Regions from separate parts of the Oryctolagus cuniculus genome. Here region 1 is linked to region 2. Evidence: chromatin contacts called from public Micro-C data. All regions are on one chromosome and are shown on one strand. The core of a region is the stretch at or near the end of the contact, and the rest is flanking DNA. Distances in the headings are between cores, read along the strand shown. Region 1 overlaps TTN (titin). Region 2 has its middle 69 kb from the start of SESTD1.

Region 1 (3,696 bases), core at 1,176-3,675, 500 kb after region 2:
ATGTGATTCCTGGGGGAGATAACCACCTCACTGTATTTTAGTCCAAGTCAAAGGATCATGGAGAATTGGAGTTTTCCAAATCCCATGGAACATTGTGACTATCTTAGCAGTTCTGAAAGTTCATTAATAACCATCCAAATTATTTGCTTTAAAATAGGAAATAAAAATGCCAATTTGCAGAGAAAGTAATAGTTATCCAAAATAGACTACTTTCCAAAATGTTTCGTAATTTATTTTTGACTTTTGTTGTAGAATAAGGCAAACATACTTCATTGAATAAGGTGCATTGTACCTAGCTGTGACCAGGTAATGATTTTTATTGTAAGTGCAGAAATAAGCACTCTCTTGTAATGACTCAAATTACACTGATTTTCACAGTTATGGGCTTACCTGCAGCCTGCTGCTAATGACTTGTCATGTCTCTAACTCTTTTTTGAATTAAAACCACTTTTCTAGGTATAGTAAGAACAAAGCACACTTGAAATGCACGTCTCTTTGCTTTTCTTCCATTGGCAAATACCCTACATTATTTTAACTTGGTCTTTGTTGTATTTGTAAGGAAATAAGTTCAGAATAGAGCCTGTTCCCTAGATCTCCCTTTAGTTTGATTACCACTTCATTTATAAAATGTAAGTTGATTATCTGAAAAAGAAAAAGAAAAAAATACCTACTTCAAGAAGATGACTAAACATTTCTTCAGGGTACTGGTCAATACTGTAATATACTATTAAGTTAGTTGATAATTTAGAGCAAATACCTACTGTACCCTAGCTTAATTAGAATAATTGTTTCATTTATAATCAATGTAAACTCAGTATCCTATGTGGAGCCAGAGTACATTTATAAATATTTTCTTACACGTGGAATAAGTAAAATGCAATGATAAGGCAATACTACCACCTAGAGGAGAAATATGTAATAAAGCATTTTAAGAATTAAATTAGTTTTGAAACATTTAATTATAAAATAGATGATGAATGCCCATCATTGTTGCTAAAACCCTTTTTTGGCTATTAGTGCTGGAGTTTAGTGCCCATATTCTCTACCTAAGAAGCAAAAAATAAAAACAATCTTGGAAGAAATCACTCTATCAATTTAACAAAAAAAAAAAAACTATAAAAATTCTATGTTTTAAATTAGCCAGACAGCCCCCAAGATAGTCTAAGATGATTTAAAAGAAGTCCTGAGTAAATATGAACGTGGATGTAAACAAGAACAGGAAAATTCTCAAAGCAACCCACAAACACCTTGAACGGAGCAGCAGTTTGCAAAGTGTGTTACTCAGCCACAAGGGCTCTGTACGAAGCTTCGGGAGAAATCTTTCCTGGCCAGGAAGCACCATCATATTGACCTGCTGAGGGCTGTGGAGAATCCAGAGGGAAAATCAGGAAAAGGCTAAACTGGAGTGACTGCAGAAACCTTTCTCCACTCCAACACCTGCTTCATGTTCTTTGGTCCCCAGAATTGACAATCCAGAGAAATTTAGTGTGCGACTCACTGTGTCCTTTCTGGGCTGGTCCTAGCAAATCACCTCTTGGTGTCCTGATTTTTCTTTCTGAGTGTGGAAAATTGGGACAGGGCACAGAATGTTTCTTTAGCTTTTTTAGAATTAAGTGTAAGTCCCTTACAGGGTTACAGCAGATAAGGCTTATTGAGATTTAAAGCAAATGAGTTTCAAGAACATTATTTACTCTCTGAATAGGTTATCTAGACACAGGTTTTATATTTTATTATTTATTTATTCATTTTTGACAGAGTTAGACAGTGAGAGAGAGAGAGAGACAGAGAGACAGGTCCTCCTTCCATTGGTTCACCCCCCAAATGGCCGCCACAGCCAGCGTGCTGCGCTGATCTGAAGCCAGGAGCCAGGTGCTTCCTCCTGGTCTCCCATGTGGGTGCAGGGGCCCAAACACTTGGGTCATCCTGCACTGCCCTCCTGGGCCACAGCAGAGAGCTGGCCTGAAAGAGGAGCAACCAGGACAGAATCTGGCGCCCCGACCGGGACTAGAACCCTGGGTGCCGGCGCCGTAGGCAGAGGATTAGCCTCGTGAGTCGCGGCGCCGGCCAGGCACAGGTTTTACAACTTTGCTTTCACGCACTTCCAGATTCTCACCCATTATTCAAATCCGATGACCCCGGAATTCCTGGCCTTGGCATTCAAACTTCTGCTATTTGGGTTTCAGGTCTGTGTCCCCCGCTGGGAGGATCTCCACGTCCCCCATCAGATCTGTGAAGTCACCGTTACTCGTCCGTAAGACTCAGACAACCACGATGGCCACAGGCCCCGAGGTGCCTCCCCCCTGGAAGCAGGAGGGCTATGTGGCCTCCTCCACTGAGGCCGAGATGAGAGAGACAACGATGACGAGCTCCACTGAGATCAGGAGAGAAGAGAGATGGGAGGGGAGATACGGGCTCCAGGAGCAGGTGACCATCACCGGAGCTGCGGGCGCTGCTGCCGCCGTGTCCACCAGTGCTGCCTTTGCAGCTGGAGCTGTTGCTACTGGTGCTAAAGAGGTACTGGCAGAGCTGCGCCCTCCTTCTGTGGTTCATGGGCTGCTCTGTGAGTTCCTGCTGTGAAGCTCAGCATAGGTTGGAGCAAAATGCCTGCAAACTCAAAAATATAACCCAAGCTGGAGAGCACATTTGAATTTCATGCTCTGTAAAATCATTTTTTTTTTTTTAGTTGGCACAAACATGCTCATCTGTGGGGTTTACATAAACGGTAGGTTGCAATGACACAGACTCTGTCTTGTGGCAATGATCAGTGCTTAGGTCTGAGCACATTTTTCTCTGGATGACTGGGTTTCCATTGTGCCTTAATTTTTTTTTTTTTCAAATGCAGAGTTACAGAGAGGGGGAGAGAGAGGGAGGGAGATCTTCCATCCAGTGGTTCCATCCCCAAACGGCTGCAACAGCTGGAGCTGAGCCAGGCCAAAGCCAGGAGCCTAAACTCCACCTAGGTCTCCTATGTGGGTGTCAGGCATCCACCTACTGCTTGGGCCATCCTCTGCTGCTTTCCCAGGCACACTAGCAGGGAGCTGGGTCAGAAGTGAAGCAGCCAGGACTTGAACCAGTATTCTTGTGGGATGCAGGTGTGGCAGGCAGCAGCTTCACCAGTGGCACCACAATGCCAGCAGCCCTCTCTTGTGCCTTTCTATTTTCTACCAGACGTACCCTTTAACAAAGCAATGTTCTTGGGCACATCCTATCTAGGTGAAACAAGAAGCTGACAAAAGCGCAGCTGTTGCAACTGTTGTTGCTGCTGTTGATATGGCCCGAGTGAGAGAACCCGTTATCAGTGCTGTAGAGCAGACTGCTCAGAGGACAACCACGACTGCCGTGCACATCCAACCTGCTCAGGAACAGGTATGCACCAGGCTGCCCGAGAGCATCCCAGAGCCACATCCTTCCGTGCGTATTCAGGCAGACGCTGTTCACCCAGCTGTGCAAGCTTGGGTCTCACCATAGCCCAGTGCTCAAATCATCTCGAAGACAGCACTGAGCCCGAGATGGCCCAGACTTTTAGAATTGTCTGAGCAAAAGTAGACTGAGCTCCCAAAGGTGTTCCAACCAGTGAAGGACTACTCCTGGCCCAAGCAGGAAAGCTAGAGCCCCGTTGAACCTGGACTTGAGCGGCTCTAGGAGCTGGGCATGGAATCCATTATTTCAGGGCAGCCTTTTCATTTATCTAAGCTT
Region 2 (4,144 bases), core at 154-2,653:
TCCCTCCATTAGATTAAAAATCCAATGGCTCAGACTTCTTTTGTATCCTCCTTGTGTCCATTAGAGTGCTATTATTTACAAGTTCCGGAAACAAGACTTAGAATGGATCGAAAAGCAAGGAAATCAATCTCAGGGTAGGACTGAGGGATGGTGGATTCAGCAATCAGCAGTGTCATTAAGGATTTAGATTCGTTCCCTCAGCTCTGGCTTATTACGGCCACTGGTGAGGAAGGGCCATGGTAACCTCCTATAGCAATCACATTTCATTCCAATTTTCTGTAAGGGACAAAAGGGCTGCTTTCTCACAGGTCTCTTGTAGTCTCTCCTGGCATCCTTGGCCCACCTTGGCATCTCCTCGTCCACCCTGAACTATTCCTTGGAAAAGGAAGAGGGACTTCTCAGACTTAATCAGCAGTCATTGAAAGGAAGCAGGATGTGTCATCCTGCCCTCCTCAAAGCTTTCTACACCAGGGCTCAACTGCTTTGTCTTAAGAATGAGAGAACAAGTTTCTTTAGGGTGCCAGGTGGAAATCCGAGGAATATCCAGAAGACTGGCAGTGAATTGGCACAGAAATGAACCAAGTCTATCTGATTTCCCAGCCCACGATTCCCACGTCCACCGGTCACACAGCAAGGGATGGTAAAGGTACCCCACGGGACACACACTTGTAACTTACACCACTCCTTTTGTGACCCTAATTAACTTAGGTCTGTAAATACACTTCTCAAGTGCAGATGACATACATGCGTAAATGAAAAACGATGCCCTTAACTTGTTATCTCCACCAGGTTCCTAAACAAGAGATTATTTAGGAGTGCATACCCACTGCATGAAGTAACATTGAATTGCATAGGCGTTAATCTCTATTCAGCTCCTTTTCCGCTATCCTCATAACTATCAAAGTGAATGCCAGTGTAGTGCTCTGGGTCCTTAACGGTCCCCGACATTCATTAATCTCTCTTCAGCAAGCCGAAGATCAAGCCTCAGGCTTGGAGCTCCGATAGGCATAAACCTGGACTTTTAAACATTGTTTTGTTTTCCCTTCAGTTATTCTTTACATTAGCATTGCATTTGTGATAGGCAGTACTGATCGTTCCATCTGAAGTCATGATACAAAGATTCCTTTGAAAATAAATCTATGTAGGGGGAAAAAAGCTAAAATAATAAATGTAGAGAAGAGATTGATAAAAATGAGGGTGATGTGTAGCTAGGTGCATATATGGCAAAAAGTATGAAAGTGTTACAAGAAGAATAAGTTTGAAAAGCTTTTACGTGGGATAATTAGAGAATCGCTGTATGTTAAAGAAAGAAAATGCTAGCACAGAGGGCAATTACTTCAGAAGCCACAAGAGGGCAGTATATCAGTAACTATAAAGAATTGGGGGCAGCACCAAATCTGTCTTGCTGTAGATCAGAGACTGGCAGCATCCTTATGGGAAGCTTGTGAGAAAGGCAGAGCCTCTGCTCCACTCAGATCCCCTGAATCAGAATCTTATTTCTAACAGCATTCTTTTAGTAATCCTAATGCACATTGAAGTTTTTAGCTAATTTCCTCTTTTTAGGAATAGAATTGCCATATTATTTATAATTATTTTTCAATTCAAGAGTCAGAGACAGAAAGCTTACGCCCGCTGGTTTATCCTCCAAGTGCAGTGGTGGGCATAGGCCAGGTCAAGGCTGAGAGCTGGGAACTCAATTGAGTTCTCCCATGTGGGTGACAAGTACATAACCATTTGACTCTTGGGGTCCAAATGGTGGGAAACTGAAATCGGGCACTAGAGCTGGGACTCAAATCCAAGCACTCTGATGTAGCATGCGTGAGTCAGCAGTGCCTTAGTGGCCAGGCCAGTTTGTGATTTGTAGAAGTGTATTTGCCCGTGGATTCTATCATCTCACAACCTGGGTTTGGGTTGCAGTTCTTTCTCTAACAGCATGACTTGGGTAAGAAACTGAATCACCAACACTCAGAATATTGCTTTGATAAGTAGATGTTCATTAAATGGGTCAGTGAATCTATCAGTCATTCAGACACTCAGAAACCCCATTTCTATTCAGTGTTTCTGCCATACTTTATTTGGTGTCTTGATGGAAGAGAAGGGTTTATTTGTGTCTTTTAGTATCAACTGCTGTAAAGCGCTTTTTTTTTTTTGCAATAATTCAGGAAGTAAATATGTGCCCACATGCATGCAGATATACATTATGGTATTCCCACCATATTCAGGTGCACAAAGGTAAAAGCTGACTAGTTTGATAGTAAGGATGGAATATGCTACCTTGAGAATTAGTCAAGTAAGTATTTCTGGGATAGTTCGGGTAGAGACCCCATATGTTTTATGCATATCATAACACTCATTTTCCATGAACTTTTTAAAGTATGCTTGTATATATGCTTCTAAATGCTAGAGATATAGAATGACAAACAAGGTCTCTGCTCTGGGGAAACTGACATCTAGAATGTGAAAAAGGAGCAAGATAAATTACCAAACCAATATTATTTCAGGTGATAATAGAAAAAGAAGAAACAGGATTTATGTGACCATGACCATGGAAAAGGGACAGCCTTAGAGCGAATCATCAGGCAAAGGTCTGAGAACATGACATTTGCTTCAAGAACTGAGACTGTGACATGGCTCCAAGCATTACAGGAAGAGCCTTCCGATCAAAGGACAGCAAGGAAGACGGTTTGGCATGTTTGAGGAATTAAAAGAACCAGAATGCCTGTATCAAATTGGCTAAGAGAGAGAATAGCATGTATAAAACATGCTGGACAAAGTTCAGCGGGTGGGTCTGTGTGGTACACAGTGTTACTCAAGGCAAGTTGACTTAGGAGCACAGGGCAGTGAGCCCTGAGACCCCTGGGCTCTGTTGTCACCCCACTAGTCTGTCGCACCTGGGCTTGGTTAGTGGTTGAAGGGAGAGGAAGATGCTTTGCATATGAGGGCTGGATTGACTTGAGTGTTTTGCGGATGCTCAAAAGTGGACTTCTTTGAATGATCTTCAATATGAACAAAATGGTGCCTGATCATATCGCTTTACCTTATGTGATGCACATTGAATTGTTTCAAAATGCTCAATCTTAGTGACTCTCGAATAGAAAATTACAATGGACAAATCAAACCCACTCATGGAAAGCCTTTCATATTAAAAATTTTAGACCTATCAGTAACTGTTATAATTGCCTTCTGTTGAGAATCTTTTTTTTTCAGAACATCATTACTCTTCATAATTAGTTCTATAATTTCCCTATAGAATATGATCCATTTCATCTGAAAGGCTAAAACCAAGCAGTTGATCACTGTCTATCTATAATTTTTATTGCTCTTTATCCAAGAAAATATTAGTTCTTATTAGCCAGATAGAGATCTATTATGAATGTCAATGTAACTTAATTAAAGCATAATATTAATCTTAATACTCTCTTCCAGACCCAACTACTTCCCCAATGATATTTAGACCTTCACTGATGAAGTAGAAAAATAAATTGGATAAAGGCCTTTTTGATGAGTAGGGAGATTTAACCAAAGCCTTTCTTAATGAAAAAATAATGTAATAGAAGGTACAGAAAGAATTGTATCTGCTAAATCATGTCCAAAAAGGAACTCTAGCAAAATAAGAACATTACAAAAATTATGTTTACCAAATTTATACCTAACCATTAAGTAATATTTATTAAACTTCTAGGTATTAATTGCATTGTATGCTATAAATGTTAGTCAACAAGACAGGTTCATACCTTGTACTACTTTTCTCAAATTTTATTCATAATTATTTGAAATGTCCAAGGAAATTTTAGGCATTTGAACAAGTTTATTCATAATCAGTTTTCTTATCTAGTATTTACATATGTAATCACCTAGAAGACCAAAATATCTTCTTCATTAAAGAGGATGTCTGTAATTTCTTTGGGAAAAAATTGCCCATTTGTTTGGAAAAATATTTTAATGAATTTCTAGTTAAACAAGGTCAGGGCCAAAACTTGGTGCCAGGCGGTGTTTGAAGGTGGTGAGGCAGTAGAAAGTGAGTGTCGAGGCAGTGAGTGTTGAACCACTCTCCATAAAAGGCTGTCTTCCTAGGACGCAGGGATAGCTACCTTGGAACTTCGTAGTCGGCATTGTAGTTGTCTGAGAAACAGCTAAGTTGTCA

Evidence for each region. A called contact is a pair of places that touch in the nucleus more often than the background predicts.
Region 1: a Micro-C map of ear pinna shows a contact between it and region 2, with 11 times the contacts expected there. The contact joins two enhancer-like sites. A contact is called at or near these places in 3 of 6 Hi-C or Micro-C datasets (ear pinna, skin fibroblasts and an unstated tissue).

Annotation. Positions count from the first base shown.
Region 1 is chr3:62,301,991-62,305,686 of mOryCun1.1, forward strand. It overlaps TTN (titin), which reads left to right. Exons shown (of 349, transcript XM_070070577.1): 7 at 2,184-2,514; 8 at 3,214-3,366. Among named protein-coding and RNA genes, the nearest start is that of TTN, 12 kb to the left of the region's middle. Within about 2 kb of position 2,426, at least 1 of the 8 cell types and tissues checked has an H3K27ac peak or open chromatin away from gene starts, as enhancers often do.
Region 2 is chr3:61,801,573-61,805,716 of mOryCun1.1, forward strand. No RefSeq gene overlaps it. Among named protein-coding and RNA genes, the nearest start is that of SESTD1, 69 kb to the right of the region's middle. Within about 2 kb of position 1,404, at least 1 of the 8 cell types and tissues checked has an H3K27ac peak or open chromatin away from gene starts, as enhancers often do.